2 separate regions of the Zea mays genome follow, and region 1 is linked to region 2. A link is a contact called in public Hi-C data. All regions are on one chromosome and are shown on one strand. Each heading gives the region's core, a stretch centred on a gene start, on an enhancer-like site or on the middle of the called end of the contact. The rest is flanking DNA. Distances are from core to core; before and after follow the strand shown. Region 1 holds the start of LOC100273637 (ubiquitin-protein ligase). Region 2 holds the start of LOC100276078 (EPIDERMAL PATTERNING FACTOR-like protein 1).

Region 1 (4,198 bases), core at 510-3,009, 200 kb after region 2:
TTGGACTCATGTACAGAATGGCAGGATAAGCCTTATATTCCTTGGCTGTGTGGATGGACTGGGTGGTGTACTGGTGTGGATGGACTATGGACGTGTTGTGGGCTGAAGGCTGAAGCTGAATGGTGGCTGCTGGTGGGCGGTGGCTGCCTGGCTGGTGCAGTGCAGGCGTGCAGCTGGCTGGGCGTGGCCTGGAGCCCTGGACAATGTGCTTGCTGGCTGGTCGCTGGTGCAAGCATGTGACTGTGATTGTAGTGGCTGTGATTGTGTGATTGTAGACTTGTAGTGGCTGCCTGGCTGGTTCCTGTTTTTTAATTTACTATTGACTATTGTGGCTTTGTGACTATTGTGGCTGTTTTTTAATTTGTTATTGTGGACTAGAGCAACTCATTTGTGTGGTGGACTGGCCGATGTGTGACTGTGATTGTAGTATCCTGAATAGCTATTATTAATTTATTATTGTGGCTGTGTCTGTATTGCTTTGGTTACTATTTTTAAATTTGGTTATTTCGGGAGTACCCGATACCCGAACCTGAAGTGTCGGGTACCCGAACTGTCGGGTAATATAATACCCACTGCAATTTCGGGTAACACTTTCTAAAACCCGAAATTTTAATTACCCGGATTACCCGACCCGAAATTTTCGGGTAACCCGAACGCCCAGGCCTAGTCGAATCAGGGCTGAAATCAGCGGATGGGAAGACAGAAAATGACTGCAGCGAGTACCTTTTGATTTCATATAAACATGACACGACGTTTAGGATTTCAGTAGCATGCTAACATTTTTTTGGCTTCGACAATTTATTACAGTTAATTGGCTAAAAAATTACTAGTGAAATTAGAATTAGAATTCGTTTTGAATTTTTAATAAATTCATACATTACTTAATATATGATTTTTATATATGTGTCTAGATTTATTATCTTCTAATTAAATATGAACATAAAAAACTAGGAGCTACAACTAATAATAATACGGGACAGAAGGGGTATTAATTTGAGGGTGTTAATAGATTTGTATAATATTTGATGTATGTATATTTTATATGCTCTATATTTATTGTCATCTATTTAAAGAGCTAAAACGAATAATATATTGAGATGAAGGGAATAGTTAGCTAATTATTAGCTAATTTATTAAAAGTAACTAATAACTAAATTATTAGCAAGACTGTTTAAATATGTTCGCTTGTGCATTCAAACGTACCTAAAATTCCATCTTGCAGCTGCATTTTAGTCTGAGCTAAATACCGCTTCACATTTTTGCCGTCCAATTATCGGCGTGTAAATAATTTCTTGTCTGAATTTATGTGGAAGAATAAAGAAATCCCAACCTGCCGTGCAATGTCGGCAGGGGCAGCTGCATCCACAGCGCGCCCCTCGTTTTTTTTTTCCCTTCTCGAGGACGAGGACACACGCACACACGGAAGAAGCCACTAGCTCTCCGCAGTCCGCTCTCGCCTCTCGGCCTTCTCCTTGTGCCGCCGAACACCCTCACAAGAGTCGGCCTCTCGATTTCTCAGTCCAGCCTCAGCAGTCCCCTTCCCTCCCTCCATCAGGTGTTGCCTCCCGCAGATCCAAATCGGAATTCGGTCCTTCGTCCCCAAACCACCAATCCGGTAAATATATATGCGCTCCCTCACTCCCTCCCCCCAGAGTTTCTTGCGCCGTTCTCTCTCGCGCAAATTATTATGCCGGGAAAGATTATATTCTTCCCCTTTAGCTTTGAGCCCGAAAGGCCGAAGCTTTCGCGTTCTTCCCCACAGATATCTGGAGCCGTAGCTTCTGTTTGGTATGGCCGTGGGTTGAAATAAATAGTAGTGTGCGGGACGCCCACCAATTGGCACGCTGCGCTTTCCATCCCTGCAGCTGCAAGATGCCTTCTTTTTAGATCTGTGCTGCCGTGCCTTCCTCTTCATGGTACCCTGTGGTTGGAGTCGGTATTAGCGTTTAATGAAGCTACTTTTTCCTCCCTTGCCTTTTGGATGATGCTTAGTACTACTACGTCTTATCAGCTATCAATCCTCCTCTCGCGTGCTTCTTGGATAGGTTGCATTCTTTGGGTTTGCTCACAGCGCACACAAAGCCATTTTACTGCTGGGAATGGTGGCTGGCACTATTAGCGTCTCCGGCTCTTGAGTGATCTCCAAGGTAAGCAGCCCGCCACTCCCTTGGAAGAATGGGAAATAGATAGGAATGTTTTGTTTTCTCGGTTGGAGGAGCAAGGAATTAACCACTCCACATCCCTCCGTGATTTCTGAAGTTTATGGCTAGAAAATTTATGAGGTTGCTCGGTATGAAGAAAATAGTCTTTCCTTCTATCTGATCATTCAAATTGTTCGCTTCGCTTCGCTTCTCTCTGGTTTTGCTTGCCTCAGTCTAGTTGCAAGATCTGTATTCGGTTTGACTTGGGTTCTTCTCAGTTTGTTTGATGTGAGTAGATTGGCGCACGAAATGAAGTATTAACCTGACTGAACTGCGGCAGTTTGTTCATGTTGGTAGTTGAAGCATTCATTCTTGAGTAGTCAGTCGTCGTAATGGATTATCAGTCCTTTGGAATGCTACAGGGAAGTGAAGTGATGGGGGAGTGCGAGGACGGCAAGGAGTACAGGTGCTGGGAGGAGCTGCTGCCGGACGCGCTGGGCCTCATCTTCCGCAACCTGCCGCTGCAGGAGGTGCTCACCGTCCTGCCGCGGGTGTGCAAGTCCTGGGGGCGGGTGGTGGCCGGCCCCTACTGCTGGCAGGAGATCGACATCGAGGAGTGGAGCCAGCAGCAGGGCAAGCCGGAGCAGATCGCCCGCATGGTCGAGCTACTCGTGGGCCGCAGCGCCGGCTCGTGCCGCCGGATCAGCGTCTCCGGCCTGCCCTGCGATCCGCGCTTCTCCTTCATCGGAGACAAGTAATTCTGAAACCTGAGCGATGCTTCTTGCTGTTTTTGATCGATTCCTGTGGCAAGTGAATTTTTTTCTGCAATTTTTTTTTTTTGCGTGGAGTGTTAGATTAGAATTATACGCTCATTCTAAGCCTCGCCGTCAGGTTTAAGCCGTGATGGGGGTGTTTGCTTGCAGATCTGCTGAGAACGTGAGTGTCTGTTCAGAATTTCTGACGTGCAAATCCAGGTCCATTTGTTTGTCTATGCTGGCTTGGAGACCATTCTGATTTTTCTGATTAGCAGGGCTAGAAGTGGGCCTAGTTAAACTTTGATGAGATTTGGTCTGGATCTTTGGAGCAAATAAAAACCTGCTATCGCAGAGATTATGAATCTAAACTGCTGTTTTTTTTTTGTCTCAGTACGTAGAACCAAAATGGTAGATATGCCCCGAGCTTGCAGCATGATTAGTCTTGAATCTGACTTGTAGGACATGTATTCACTGAGAAGTTGATCAGTTGATGTGTATTATTGTTCTGAATTATTTGCATTACGATCGAACTATAGGATTAGATATTCATTGTCCACGCGCAATACGAATTATTGGAAGTACACACACAAGTACTGGCACCGGCACGCGCACATGCATACAGTGATCAGGCGGTCACAATTACACACCGGCTTGATCCTGCTTCCTCTTTTGCTGAAAACTGGCTAGCGCACGAGCTCTCCGGACCTTGGAGATCCCCAGGAGCGAGATCAGCGACTCCATGGTGGAATCCGTGGCGCCGCGGCTGCCGAACGTCACTTTCCTCGACATCAGCAGCTGCACGAAGATGGGGGCCCGCGGCCTGGAGGCGTTCGGCAAGCACTGCAAGTCCCTGGCGGGGCTGCGGCGGGTGATGCACCCGATCGACCTGGCGGACAGGGCGTGCCAGCACGACGAGGCGCACGCCATCGCGTGCAGCATGCCCAGGCTGCGGCACCTGGAGATGGGGTACATGCTGGTGGCGACGGAGGCGGTGGCGGAGATCCTGGGGCGGTGCCGCGAGCTCAGGTTCCTGGACCTGCGCGGCTGCTGGGCGGTGGACGACAAGCTCCTGCCGCGCGACCGCCACCCGGGGCTGCGCGTCCTGGGACCCCGCGTCGACGACTGCTACGAGAACAGCTACTGGGAGGAGTGCTCCGACGACTACTCGGACGACTCCTCCATCTACTCGTGGGAGCTCATGGACGACGTCGACGACGACTACGACTACGCCGCCGGCAGCGACGACGACGACGACGAGGCCGTCTGGGACGACGACGGCCAGGGCCTGGAGAACCTGGAGGT
Region 2 (4,410 bases), core at 1,022-3,521:
TATTAGCTTGCGGCTGTAGGAACATTTGCTTGGAGCACGAACTCGACCAAACGCTCGAGGTCCCGCCGCCTTCTGCTGCCGCCACGGCATTCTCCTTCCGCACTGTTGCTTTCGCCTTCATGCCTTGGCCTTTCTCACCGTCCATGGCTTCTTTTATGAGCCGTGCCACCTTGTCAATCTCCAGTACAATGTCCTAGTTGGTGATCAACCGTAGTGGCACAGAACAATGGCATGAGTGGCTGATCAACCGTAGTGGCACAGAAAGGTGTGGAGCGTGGGCTCTGGAAGGACCCAAGCCGACATACGTTCAGGGCCGTGAGCCCGGATGGGATGAGCGGCAGCTGCAAAATTGACGGGCCGAAAAACAGGTGGGCTCGTGCCGCAGATTCCCGGCACTAAGATTGTAGAAGCCCATGTAAATCGGCCCAATAACTTAATGTTTGTTTGGTAGAACTAGTAATGTAGCAGTAGTAGTAACTCGGACGCCAAACTTTGCACAACAATTCCTTCCAGTTTGTGCAAGGACCGATTTTCACGGTCTCGACAAACGTGTCCCCACAGAACAAACAATCAAACATTCATTCCCTCACAAGAAAAACGGACAGATCTCATCTCCAATCATAGCAACCCGCTTCCATGAAAATCATTACGTGCCAATGAAAGTTTTTGAATATAAGTATAGGAGGTGTGGACCAGTAAGTACTGTTTTTTTTTTCTCGCATTCTCGTCCTCATTCATAATAATAAAGTTGGAAACCTGCATCGTCGTCGTCCCCACCAGAGCTGAGCCCGACAAGAGCAACACGCCCATTCAGCTGCCTCCAAAGCGCCCCTCCCAGTCCCATACGGACGGGTGGGCGCGGGGGAGACACCTCACTAAACAAAACACATGGGGAGGCATCAGAGCCGTACAAAGGCGGCCATGGCCACAATAACTCCGCAGCAGCGGCAGTGTCAGCTTAAAAATCGCATCATCACCAGGCTCTCCCGGTGGCGGTGGTGCCACACGTCACGCAAGGTTCCAACGCAGACGCATCCAGCCCGCCGGTGGGTCGGCGGCACTGCGATCCAGCGGTAGATTCGGGCTACCAGAGCCGTCCGTCAGGCGAGTCACATGCCTGCCTTCGATCTGTTAATTAAGACGTACTACCAGACCACTGGGCAAGACTTGGAGTGGTACTAGCTAGGATTTACTGCTCACAACCACTCTTTAGTAGTCTTTAGTTTTTACACACCGACACGCGAGTAAAATTTGTTTGAGCAGGGAGCCAAAAAAATGGCTACGGGCCTACGGCTACGCGAGTTGCAATGGCTGCAACGGCAAGCTCGAACTAGTAGAGACAGTAGCGCTAATAAATAAGCTTGTGATGAAGCAAGCCGCCATGGGTTCCGAAGAACACACGACAGACGCGAGACGGAGAACCTGGCTGGCTGGCTGGTCTCCAGTAGTGAGTCTCTCCCGCCGACCGGAGTCCGGAGCGGAGTGCATGCGCGCACCGGGGTTGGCACGGCGCCGAAGCAAAAGCAGCAGCGCGTCAGGGGTCGTACAGGCGGCCGTCGCAGCGGCATTTCCACCCCAGCGGCTTGTAGTTGGAGTAGCGCGAGAAGCCGGCCGCCACCGCCACCGTGTCGTCGTCGACGTCGGTGGCGCGGGCGCCGCGGCCGAGCCCGGGCACGGTGGTCACCTGGACGGGCATGCAGGGGTTGCAGGCGCTGCACCGGTTGCGGCAGCTCGGCGGCGTCGACCCCAGCCGCGACTTGTCCTCCGCCAGGTTCTGCTGCTGCGCCTCACGGAGACGAGACACCCGACGCGCTGTCAGTCTCAGTCTGTCTCAGGACTCAGGAGGAGGGGGGGACGAGTCGTACGTACGGTACGTACCTGAGAAGGGGAAAACGTCGCGGTGCGGACGCTGCTCGCAGCGCCGAGAAGGAAGCAGAGGGACACGGCCGCGATGAGCGCTCGGCGAGGTGAGCTCACGGCCATGAGACCATCTCTTCTTACAGCCAGGAATGAAGAAGGGTGGATGGATGGATGGATGTTTGGGGCGGATCGATCGAGGGCAATGGGAAGCTTGCTGGTTGCTAGACCGAGAGGTTACTGAAGAAACAGAAATAAGCTAGCTAGCTAGCTTCTGTCTCGTGTATAGGTTCTTCTTCCAGAATCTAAAACCTAGTCTAAAAGCTATGGCTATGGAGGAGATGAGCAGTGACGGTGGCGCAGGAGCACAAGCGAAGCAAGCAGGGCCGCAGTTGCCTGGCCTATGACGAGGAAGGTTGCAAAGGGGATCGGAGCAGAGGAAGGAGACGACGATGACATGGGCATATATATGTACAAACGTGGGGGGACGACGGACGCCACGGCAAGGCAAGGACTGTGAGGACCGGTTGAGTGGTGACCACCACCTTGTAACCTATCACTGCTTTGCTTTGGTAAACACACAGCAGTGGCGTTCTACTGCGCCCGCCATCATCACTCGTTCTCAGGGATCGAGATCGAGGAGTGAAATGCAAGGAGAAGATCGGACTGGATGGCGCCACAGCTGTCGCTGTCGTTCTGGGGACATGGCCTACACTTTGACCGACTGTCGTGTCGCAATGAATGAACGGTGACTTAAACGAAAGAAAATCAGCTACGTATGCAATGCAAATGTCGAAACATGACGCCTCGCGGCACGCTTGTGAATCGGGGATCAAGTAGGTAATGGCGAAGGAGCCACCGAAGGACCCCGCACCGTACGAACAATGGTGGCTGCTATGCTACCCTACCAGCTACCTACACTAGCTGAGGCAAACCTCGGATCTGCTTGGATGACAGAAAAAGGCTTATTTTTAAGATTAAAGTAACCTTTAAAACAATTATGCGTATGCGTAGCTCATAATAGCATGTTTACGCAGCAGATTTGATATATCTTTAACACATATATCCAGTGTTTCGCGTAAAATAGAAAACGCGAAACTGTAGATGTAGGGGATAAGATAAATGATTTGATAGAAGATTTGCCGGAGATAGTCTAAGTATGAGCTAGTAACTCATCATTATTTATAATGATGACCACTTTAGCATGGTCAAAGATTATTTTGTGGTGTCGTTGAAGTCCGTAGATAGCGTAGTATAGGTCAACTCAGCGAGTAAATGCGTGACCGTTGTCCAAAAATATAACCTAACATAACTTGTGTAGGTTCTTCAGTGGTGCAAGATTTTAGAGACACTGTCCTCTGTGTCGTTTTCATCGCGCCGTCGTTAGGGATAGGTATGAGACCGTGTAGCACTAAAGCGCACTAACAATGGGTTGTATCACATGCGATTACTCAACTACAGAGCGACTGTCAACCATCTTATAGTCATGATGACACTGAAAGACATACAACTCATGTCCAACATTAAAGGCACCATCGATAGCCCCTATGAACTCTCTTGCACTCTTTATGCTCATTTACACATCACAAAGCTTACCAGATAGCACACTTAATATGCATCCTAATGCTATCACATTATCTTTGTCATACTTCGACTATTTTTCACTGGTCAGAGGACCTCCACAAGGCTTCACAACCTGACTTGTCCATAGCAGTGAGCCACAAATCAAGTTTTATGGACCACATTTAAAATTTGATCCACCAAACAAGTTTTATTGCATCAACAAAGTTGTTATATCCACCTTAAGGCGTCCATCAGGTTTATGGATTGTTAATGAAAGCTCATTTTTAGATTAAATTAGTTCTAAAGTAATTACTACATAAACAATAGATAAACCACATATAATAGATAATAGCATGTTCGTGGTGCCATGAGCGACAAACTCATCATTACTTAGTGTAAGGATCGCTTTATCCTAGTCGAAGATGAGTTCGTGGTGCCATTGAAGTCTACAGATGTCATAGTACAAATCAACTTAGCGAGCAGTCACATGAACGCTGCCCAAAAACATGAACTACCCTAGCATGTGCAAATTTTTAGCGGATCGAGGTTTTAGAGACACTGCTCTTCCTATCGTTATCGTCACACTGACGCGAATATGGAGGAACATGAGGTGCACGATACTGAGGACTCCCTCATTTAAAACGGTGAAAAGGCACTGGCATGAACATATATACGGTCGGTAAAAGAAACAGCAAGCATCAACGGTGGCCACTAGAATGGTAGGACATCTCTTCGACCCATAGTTCAGAAGCTTCTACTATCTTCAGCATATCGTGTATATAAACGTGTAAAATACTATTTTATATGATATATGGTACTGTTTATACAATGAAGTTTAGGATAGATGGTGGGATAGAGAGTGTGCTCGAGATAGCTTAACATTAATAATTATCAAAAGAGCTGTATCAAACCATGGGCGGACCCAGGATTTAGAGAATGTGTATTCGAAATTTTAGTAAAGTATTTTTTTAGAACCTAAATCCAACCATA

What was found. A called contact is a pair of places that touch in the nucleus more often than the background predicts.
Region 1: a Hi-C map of leaf shows a contact between it and region 2, with 4 times the contacts expected there. The contact joins the promoter of LOC100273637 here to the promoter of LOC100276078 in region 2. A contact is called at or near these places in 8 of 25 Hi-C or Micro-C datasets (bundle sheath, ear, endosperm and 3 more).

The regions. Positions count from the first base shown.
Region 1 is chr5:217,104,372-217,108,569 of Zm-B73-REFERENCE-NAM-5.0, forward strand. It overlaps LOC100273637 (ubiquitin-protein ligase), which reads left to right and starts at 1,760. Exons shown (of 4, transcript NM_001148053.1): 1 at 1,760-1,916; 2 at 2,046-2,147; 3 at 2,564-2,895; 4 at 3,584-4,198. The coding sequence starts at 2,576.
Region 2 is chr5:216,901,204-216,905,613 of Zm-B73-REFERENCE-NAM-5.0, forward strand. LOC100276078 (EPIDERMAL PATTERNING FACTOR-like protein 1) reads right to left here and starts at 2,272. Exons shown (of 2, transcript NM_001151814.2): 1 at 1,879-2,272; 2 at 1,189-1,774. The coding sequence starts at 1,983. The coding sequence ends at 1,535.